Linked DNA regions of Bicyclus anynana: region 2 is linked to region 1. The links are chromatin contacts, called in public Hi-C maps. All regions are on one chromosome and are shown on one strand. The core of a region is the stretch at or near the end of the contact, and the rest is flanking DNA. Distances in the headings are between cores, read along the strand shown.

Region 1 (5,020 bases), core at 517-3,016:
TACCAGCGTTCTGTTGGGACTTCACCAGCCTTGTAGCACGGTCTATGCACACTATCAAACAGCCAGTGACTTTAGGATCCAAAGTGCCGGAATGGCCGGTCTTCTCGACTTTTAATATCCTTTTTATCCACGATACGACTTCATGAGAGCTTGGATTGCTGGGTTTATCCACGTTGATGAATCCAGACTTGACATACTCCGTGATAGAGCGTTTTAGAGGTGAACTACCGAATGGCAGCGGCGTGTAATGGTTCGTACGCACGTTGAGTCTATCGAAGTTCTTCAATAACAAAGGCCAGTACGCTGTGTCCAACTTCGTAACACTCTCAGAAGGCTCGATTTTGAAGTCGCCGATCTTCTGGAAAGCGCCCAAAGTCACCCCATCTTTGTTTTTCTTCTTTTTCTTCTCCGAAAACACTTCGCTGCCCGATGGCAATACGTCAGTCATTTTTGGTTACAGTTCAATTTAACACAGCACAGAATATTAGTTTTTTGCACACACAAATAGTTTTGTAGATTATGTTTATAATTTCGGATGTTTTTATTACAACACGTGTATGTATGTACAAAGAGGTTAGCTTATTTTTTGTCTTAGCTTGACAATCTCGGCCTCGGCGAGAGTGAGGTTATTTTATTTTCCGTGTGGCTTGAGCTTGACGCTTGACGCTTCGTTGTCTAACGACAGTGTTGCCAGCCCAACTGAAAATCTAACCACTCCACCAGATTGAATTAAATAAATTATGAATCCCTTTTACTACAAATGGCTTTTTACTACAAACTACAGCTCATATTTTCAACAACCAAAAGTTTTGACTAAGCGTGCAACAAATAAATCGTGTATGCGAGTTATATTTAATTTTTCTGTTAATTTAATGATTGTGATTAGTCTTGTTCGCATTAAATAGATTTCAATAACTTTACTGGTACTGCTGGTAAGAAAAGAAAGACGTATAAATATAGTATTTTGCGACCTATGGGTTGTTAAAATAAACAGTTTTAGTGGAAAATATACCAAGTTGGCAACACCATGAGAATAGCTTTTAAAGAGACTAAACAGAATCTAAAACAAAAGCTGCAAATACATTTAAAAACTGTAGCAAAAAAAAAAAATTACAAAAATTAAATATACTGCAAATATTATTACTACAGTTGAATATTTAATTTATATGTTTCATTGAGTTTCCTAATAGATTAAAATTAAAACTAACACATCTAATCAGCATGCTTTGTAAATGAATTTGTTAATTGTCAATGTCAAATCAATTGTCATTTGTCATTTCTCATTTGTGTTGATTTTGACTTTTTGACAGGGTTCCCAACTTAGGGGTTTTCCCCCCAGATTTAGGGGGCAAATAAGTGAAATGGGATTTTTTTAGGGGTCTGAAATTTTTAGGGGTATTTTCAGGGATTTTTAAATTGATGATAATTTTAATATTTCTTTCTTGGCCTAGCAACGTATAACGACATATTATATTACATTATTCTACAACCACTGAGGAAATTGGAGGCAATTTTCATCGAGTAAAAAAAATTGCTAAATTTATTCATTGTCAACATGTATGATTTCAAAAAATCTGAATCTTCAGATAAAGACGTAGTATTTTTTCTGCATTAAATATAGACTTTTGAAACATATGACAGCATATTATTTCTAAATTATTATGAATTTATATTTTTTAGGGGGACAACTCAATAATTAAGGCTATTTTAGGGGTTTTTGACACCAACTTTAGGGATAAATATTTTGGAGAGTTGGTAACACTGCTTTTTGAATTTGAGCATTGGATTGGTTTTGTTTTGGGCTTGGCGTGTTTTCGAGATTGTAAACTAAATATTTACGTTCCTGTTCAGTTTAATTATGTTATAATAATAAAAGAAAACACCTTTTTTATTAGCCAAGTAGTTTCACTCGTTACAAAATGGCTGGTGTGTTATTTGAGGATATATTCAACGTGAAAGATATGGACCCAGAGGGAAAGAAGTTCGACAGAGTAAGCAGGTTGCACTGTGAATCAGAGTCGTTCAAAATGGATTTAATATTAGACATTAACTCGTGGATATACCCTATGGAGTTGGGTGATAAGTTTAGGTGCGTACTTTAAATGGTATTGTTCCAAAATCTATGTATATTTAGTTAGGTTATCTAAGTTTTGTTGAAGCATTGTTTTACATTAGCTTAGTGTGATTTTGGTCGGTAGACTGCAGCGTTGAATTAAATATGAACCTGTTTAGGTATACCATGAGTGAAATATTTGGGTAATTAAACAAGTCTTCAATAATCAATGATACAATTTGCCTGTCCGAGACATCAGTGAAGCCCACTGTCAGTTAATTCCTCTATGGTTGTCATAAATACAACCTGCCATTGAATATATTTGATATACAACAAATAAACAACCTGCTTAATGAATAACCCAAACATTACAATGAGGTGCAATGGTGGGCTATGATATATTGGTGTAGTAAGGTATGGTTATTACACATTTGATGAATTTTTTGACTTGTAGGTCATTGGATCAGTTTCCTCCTTCACAAAACAAAAGAGCAACTGTGGTTCTTACCGGCTCCTCTTAGCAGAACCTGCCGAACTGGTGGTAGAGTTTTTACAAATAGTTACAAGCACTTTTAAAACTTGATGTTTTAAAAGTTTTTTAGTAAGCTAGTACTTGGCTAGTACTCGGACATAAATTAAAAAAACAATATTACTTTAGCCCCTAGAGGCTGAAATGGTTGTTTAGCTCTGTTGTGTTAATATGTGGTAATATGGCAGCGTTTTTGAGCAAGAGTAGTGAAAAATACATTTTGATTAAGTAACAATCTTAATATACACTACATTAGACTTAATAGATGCTATTGGTATATTGTTTAAATTCTTTTTTTTCATTGTAGATTGGTGTTAGCAACAACATTGAGAGAGAATGGCTACCCGGACGGAGGAGAATGGAATCCTTTAGAAACTGAAGGCAACAGGGCGGACAGTTTTGAATATGTTATGTATGGAAAAGTTTATAAGTTAGTATGATTTTGTATGTTTAATTTAGAAATTTATGTTTTTATTCAAGTAAGCTTAGTTTACAAGCAGTTTTGAAACATCAAGTTTGATTTGTAGAGACTACAAGAGGTTCAGAAGGCAGATTACTTTTAAAATCATCATTTTTTACAATTTTTGGCATCATTTATACATTGACCTCTTATAATTAAAGGATGCAAATCATGTAGAAAATTTCACTTAAAAACTGGCCATTTATGCTTTGACAGTGCTAAAATGATTGGTAAAGAAAATTATACCTAAAAGCCTTTAAATATAGTACAATCTATACTTATATATTATAAAGAGGAAAACTTTGTTTGTATGTTTGTTTGCTTCTAATGAATAGACTCAAAAATTACTGGACGGATTTTAAAAATTCTTTCACCATTCGAAAGCTACATTATCCACAAGTAACATAGGCTAAATTTTATTTAGGACAGGATTTTTTTTACAAGGTGTAAAAAATCACTTATTTTGCGTACGCTGCCTAAACTATAAAAGATAGAACCATAAAATGTTATAATTAATTGTAGATCTTATAAATATCTACAAAAAAGTCCGCAACACATTATACCTAGGGTAGGGGTAAGGTAGGGGTAGGGTAGGGTAGGGTTAGGGTAGGTAGGAATAGGGTAGGGGTAGTTGAAAGTTTACATCAAGTTTCACGCGGACGAAGTCGCGGACGTTTTAATTATTATTGTGTTTGTATGGGAGTATAGAAAAGCTTTGCCTCAGATTTAATTTTTTTATTTATTTATTATTTTTACAGATTGTAATTTTTAAATTACTTAAAATTGTCCTAACAATAACAAATACATAAAACCAAGTTTGGTGCAGTCATTCGAAAGTTATGGGCGTACATAGTTTTAAAATATTGTTCCAGGATAGACGGAGACGAGGTGGCTCTAGAGCCAGCGTCAAGATTAGCAGCATATGTGTCGTTTGGTGGATTGCTGATGCGACTGCAAGGAGATGCTAACAACTTGCACGGCTTCGAGGTAGATCAGCACATGTATCTGTTGATGAAGAAATTGGCTTTTTAATATTTATATTAGTTTTATTTAAACTCCTTTTGTAATATGCAATGTAGGGTAAATAGTTTTTTATAGTATTTTGATGGCAAACTAACTAATCTATACTTTTAGACTAATATTACTAGTGAACTAATTTTAAAAATTCTTTAACACGTCAAAGCTACGTTATTTGTGAGTGTCAGGCTATATTTTGGGTGGTAACAGGTAAATTTACGGTTGGTCGGATGCAAAAAATAATACAGATTTTAATTCCGCCATCTCGTGGCGAGTTGATTTACTAATCAAAGCCATCTTGTGATAAAAAGTAGTTTTAAATTCGTAGTTCTGTAGTTTTCCGATAGATGGCACTGACAATTTCTGATGATGAATGATAGTTATAAAGAAGAATTATTCAAATCGGTCCAGGCGTCTTCGAGTAATCGCGTAACTCACACAAAAAAATAGACTTCAATTGAGAACCTCCTTTTTTTGAGAAACTTTTACCTTTACTACTAGAAAGCCACATTATTTGTGAGTGTCGGGCTATATTTTGGGTGGTGAATTCACGATTGGTCTGATATCAAAAATAATCCATTTTTTAATTCTGCCATCTCGTGACGAGTTGCTTTACTAATTTGAGCCATCTTGTTATTAAAGTTGTTTTAATGTCGTAGTTCTATAGTTTTCTGGTAGATGGCTCTAGTACACCTTAACTGAACAATTTAGACTTTTCGTTATAGTTTGTTTAAGGAAAAATACATTTGAAAAAGTTCAAAGATTAAAATCTTAGTAACAATAGCGTTTTTTAATATTTTGATATAGTTATTATATTCGTTATATCCTAATTCCCATTTATTTCTCGTGTTAGATTAGTTTACTAATCAGAGCCATCTTGTGAGAAAAAGTAATTTCAGTTCTAAAATCTTTTGGCAGATGGCTCTGTTACAATTTATTATTTTAAATCGATTTTACTTTT
Region 2 (5,027 bases), core at 1,951-4,450, 220 kb before region 1:
GGATGGCTTTTTACAGTCGGCTTGGATGAAATGAAGGCATTTTTGGCATGAATTTTGTAACGAGTTATCATGTTTTACCAACTCTTAGGAATTCCTGGTCGAATGATGAAGACATGGGTGTGTCTTTCATTGCTAATGTAATACTAAGAACTAGGTTTGAGCAGATTCGGCAAAATTTATACTTCTCTGATAATAACAATCACACAAACAGTTATGCAACATTTTAATTTGTGTTTTCAAGCAGCAATGAATAACTCACTAAGGCAATCCATTGATGAACATACGATCAAATTCAAAGGGCACAACATGAAAATAAACCTATAAAATGGGGGTTCAAAATGTGGTGTAGATGTGAGTCTTCAACAGTGTACTTATGCCAGTATATACAGGAAAGAAAACTAATACAGAAATTGGTTTTGGTGAATCAGTAGTCAGTACTCTGTCTGACGGAACAACTGCAAGGCCTTGGTTGTGAAGTTTACTTTGACAATTTTTTCAACTCGCCTGCTTTGCAACATAAACTTATTAAACATCATCAGATCCTGATATGGTGACAATGGGACCACTTCAGGATTATACTTTCAAACAAAAAAAAAATCAAAATGAAGAAGTTCTGAGGTAACAAACATTAAAAAAAAAGTCCTTGTTAGAGTAAAGATTTGTTTATAATTTGTTTATTTGCATTGGATAGGCTCAGAAACTACTGAACTGGAATTTTCTAAATAAAATAATTTATGAATTGATCGCTTCCTTGTGCTGTGAGTAGATATCAAGTTGGCTGAAATACCTTTTTCCTGGACAATTTTGCTTTTTGTCATCCACTCACTGCACAATTAATTAATTTATTAAGTAATCAATTCTCTCTATTTAATTCTTTCAACTACATAATCACATTTTTTGTTGAATTTTAGATAGAACTTTAACAGGGAGTCCACCGGAACAAAAAAAGTTTGAGAACCTCTGAATCTAGTCCTTCAACACCTAGTGATGCATAGGGCCGAAACAAACTAAACCACTTTCACAGGTAGTTCAGAATCTTGCAGCAGGGCGTTTACTGTGAGCCAAACTGCATTGACCAAGTGATAACACTTTTGAAGCAAACATCAGCAAAACTGTGAAGAAACCAACAAGCCCTAGCTTTCATGTAGCCCAATCGACATGAAATTCAGGAAAACAATGTTTCATACAAAGGACATTAACTATGTATGGAAGCAGACAGTAGTCTGCATCCATACATAGTTAATGTCCTGAGTTTTTGATGATAAAAAGTTTTTTTGGATGTGCTTTGCCTCACACCTCATGCAGATTAACTTGACACCTAGCTTGAATATTGTTTTGTACTGTTTGTTTTGTTTGGTAGCCAGATGTCAAGTTAATGTACAGTTTTATAGATGCAACTACTCCACTGCCTGGCAGTTCTGTAATAATAATGAAGGAGGAACGTTGATGAGATATTGGTTTTCAACTTTCCAGAAATATCCTAGATTTCACTAATTTATGATGATGATTTCGATTTTTCTAATTGTAAGTGGTCAAGCTTAACATTTCTGATAGAAAACTTGGAATTTGTGTAGGAACTTAAAATAAAACAACTTGATTTTTTTTCTGGAGATAGCATTGCTGTAGATCCCTGATGAGGACCGCAGCGACGTTACCGGCAGCGGGTTGGGTCCCGACTCCCGAAGGCTGAAGAATAATAGATGACAGAACGAATTTTTAATTTTAAGATCATATTTTCCGAGACTCAGACCTCGTATATAAACCTATAAATAAGCTATTAGAAAGATTTTTGAAGTTATTACAACTATTTCACTCCAAGAATATTTTAGAATTTCAACACAACATGATCGTCCCGCACTTTCATTTTTGCTAAACAGCTAGCTAGCTAACCGAAATAAGACACGAGAATTCTACAATGCACAGGACATAATTATTAATCAAACATCCCTATTAAATAATTACAAATTTACAAGAGAAAAATATGAACAATTCTGCCCAGTAAAAAATACAATGCAAAAAAACAAGATGGCAAACGCCGGTCGCCGAACACTAACACATTTTATGACCAAATATTTTAACCAAACACAATTATTGTTTAATCGAATATATTATTGTGCACATCGGAAACTAAAATAAAATACGAAACGGCTAACTTAGCAAATACAAATTACAAATCCATTAACCGCAACAAGAACAACCAACGCCACAAACGACGGCTTTTTTAATTTTTTGTCGGAATCGGACAGTGTTACCAACTCTCCAAAATATTTATCCCTAAAATTTATGTCAAAACCCCTAAAATCACCTTAATTATTCAGTTGTCCCCCTAAAAAATATAAATTTATAATAATTTAGAAATAATATGCTGTAATATGTTTCAAAAGTCTTTATTTAATACAGACAAAATATTACATCTTTATCTGAAGATTCAGATTTTTTGAAATCATACATGTTGACAATGAATAAATTTAACAATTTCTTTTTGCCGCCAGTTGCCTCAGAGTGGTTGTAGAATAACGTATTATATGTCGTTATAAGTCGCTAGATCAAGAAAAAAATATTAAAATTATCATCAATTTAAAAATATTAAAGAGTCAAAAAATCCCAGAAAATACCCCTAAAAAATCCAATTTCACTTATTTGCCCCCTAAATCTGGGGGGAAAAACCCCTAAGTTGGGAGCCCTGGAATCGGAGTACGGAGTACGGTTACGAAGACGGACCACGGACCATAGAGTAGAATGGTACGGACAACGGAGTATTTTAGTAAAAAAAGAAAAACGTCAAATATACAGCGCCACCTGTTGATGAATAGCCAAAAGTAAAAAAAGTAAAGTCAAAAATTTGTAAAGACCACTAACGTCAAAATCTGAAAACGTTCAATATTAATAAATAGCAGTCGGGTAAAAACACAACTGAGTATAAAAACGTTAAAACTGGTAAAAATATAAATAAAAAAATCAAATTTGTTTTTAGCCTTAGACCATTAAGGTGCTTTTAGCAATTACTTTGTGAATTTTTTAGGAAGGAGAAACGAAACGTAAGTTTTATAAAAAGTAAAAAAGAACTTAATTCAGTAATTTCTTGACAAAAAAAAGTCACAAAATATTTTATAGATATAAAAAATTTATAATTACGCTTTACGTTTATGAAAAGATTTTATTTACATAAATGTTAAAATATGAATTAAGTTAATAGCAAAAACGAAACGCTGCCTTAATCCACATGACAGGTACCCACCTCTTTTACCTACCGTACCGCCAACTGGATTTTCGAAGTTATTCCGAACACCCCATGGTGAATTTAATGTAGATCTTGGGGCCTCAAATTCACAAGCAGGCAGCGTGTTAATAAAAGTGAAGTATCAGTTTGCTATTACTGTGCTAGTTTTTATGTTATCAATACAATAAAATCGATTTTATATCCGATTTTCACGGTGTACCCAGTGTCATGAGACATAAGCTTATGTAACATATTTGCCCGAAAATAGCTAATCGGTCAATGGTAACGATTGTTTACTACAAATAACGGTAAGTTACACATTTATCTTAATCCATTCAAGGTTCAAATTATGAAATACCACATTGGATAACCTTGAAAATTGGTTCACATATGTTCGCTTGAATGCAATTTTTTATCGTATGTTTGTGTATCGTTGTTATCTTGTAATACCGATTTTATTTGTTTTTAGCGTCTATTGTGTTTGTTTTCATCCAATTCAATGTTCTAACTAATTTAAAACACTAGAAATCAGTTCACATAAATTGAAGCGCTCAGTGATAGTGACAGATATATATGTAATTCAGATGTTCTATTTTCAAAATTTAGGATAATTAAGGTCAAGTTTGTTAAGCCACTTGCGTTTGTTAATTTTCATTCTAATGTTTTTTTTTAATATTCTTCTTTTTCAAATATGTGTTTCTAGAATTATGAAGCAGAAGTTTTGATGTGGCTTTTTATATTGGATGAAAATTATTTTATAAACCTTTTGTGTCATAAATAGATAATACATTTTTAACTTTGATATAAAATATTCACTACTAACCTAAGCACCTTTACCTGTTTAGTGGGGATGATGACTAGGTTTGAATATATTGATTTTTATGATACGTTCGGGTAAATAGGGTCAATGGTAACTAATTTATACATAAAAAGCAAAGATTGTCTGGATATTTGCAAAATAAATGAGACTATAAAATTTCAAAAACTATTAAAAATATTTTATTGTAATTAGATGAAAATTCATACAGTTTTAGCTTCCTTACATTAAATGTGACATTTTTTAATATATGAACTATAAGCATAAACGCACAAATAACAAAGATATTAGTAATTTTGTTTGAACGCGCATACAAATCTAACGATCATTACATTGCTTATGACGTCATTATATTGAGCCATTTTGTATGGGGCGTTTTTCAGGAATCCGCAGCAGCACCGCAAATCTGACTCTTTAAATCCCTGTAGCTCCGAAAGTAATGATCGCAGATACCCTGTTCCTTTTACAAAATTGCTTTACTATTAGTATACTCTTAATTTATATACAATATAAAAAACTGTCATCATCCCTGTTCCCATTTAGAGGGAATACTGGGATAAAATATAGCCTATAATGCTCACAGATAATGTGGCTTTCTGCTGGTTAAAGAATTTTCAATTTTGGTTCAGTCCAGAGATTACCAGTAGTACAGTAAACGCCAAAAACTTTAGTTCTTTAAATTATTAGTATAGATACATTTGTACATCTAACATGTATAATTTTCAGGGAGTTAGGGATTGCTTGTAACTTCGAGAGCTTGCAATAAGGTTGCCTTTGCATGCCACTTTTTATTTATTTATTTCTATATATCTTTATGCTGTTTTGAGTATAATAAGATTTTTCTTATTGGAAATCTCTCATGAATCACTGATAGTAGTAAAAACTATTTGATAAAACGTGTAATAGTTTTAAGCGAATTGAATTGTGTTATCAGACAGACAGTTGGGAATAGTTTGATTGATGCTATGACCACTTCTCAACTGAATGACC

What was found. Hi-C and Micro-C count contacts between places; a contact is called where the count stands out from the background.
Region 2: a contact with region 1 is called in a Hi-C map of whole body, with 5 times the contacts expected there. The contact joins the promoter of LOC112045805 here to the promoter of LOC112045815 in region 1. A contact is called at or near these places in 2 of 2 Hi-C or Micro-C datasets (whole body and whole larva).

Annotation. Positions count from the first base shown.
Region 1 is chr26:6,901,700-6,906,719 of ilBicAnyn1.1, reverse strand. LOC112045815 (DNA-directed RNA polymerases I, II, and III subunit RPABC3) reads left to right here and starts at 1,766. Exons shown (of 3, transcript XM_024082166.2): 1 at 1,766-2,089; 2 at 2,890-3,012; 3 at 3,915-4,078. The coding sequence starts at 1,920. The coding sequence ends at 4,074. It overlaps LOC112045801 (H/ACA ribonucleoprotein complex subunit 4), which reads right to left and starts at 677. Exons shown (of 1, transcript XM_024082139.2): 1 at 1-677. The coding sequence starts at 448.
Region 2 is chr26:7,121,551-7,126,577 of ilBicAnyn1.1, reverse strand. It overlaps LOC112045805 (dihydrolipoyllysine-residue succinyltransferase component of 2-oxoglutarate dehydrogenase complex, mitochondrial), which reads left to right and starts at 3,200. Exons shown (of 3, transcript XM_024082147.2): 1 at 3,200-3,354.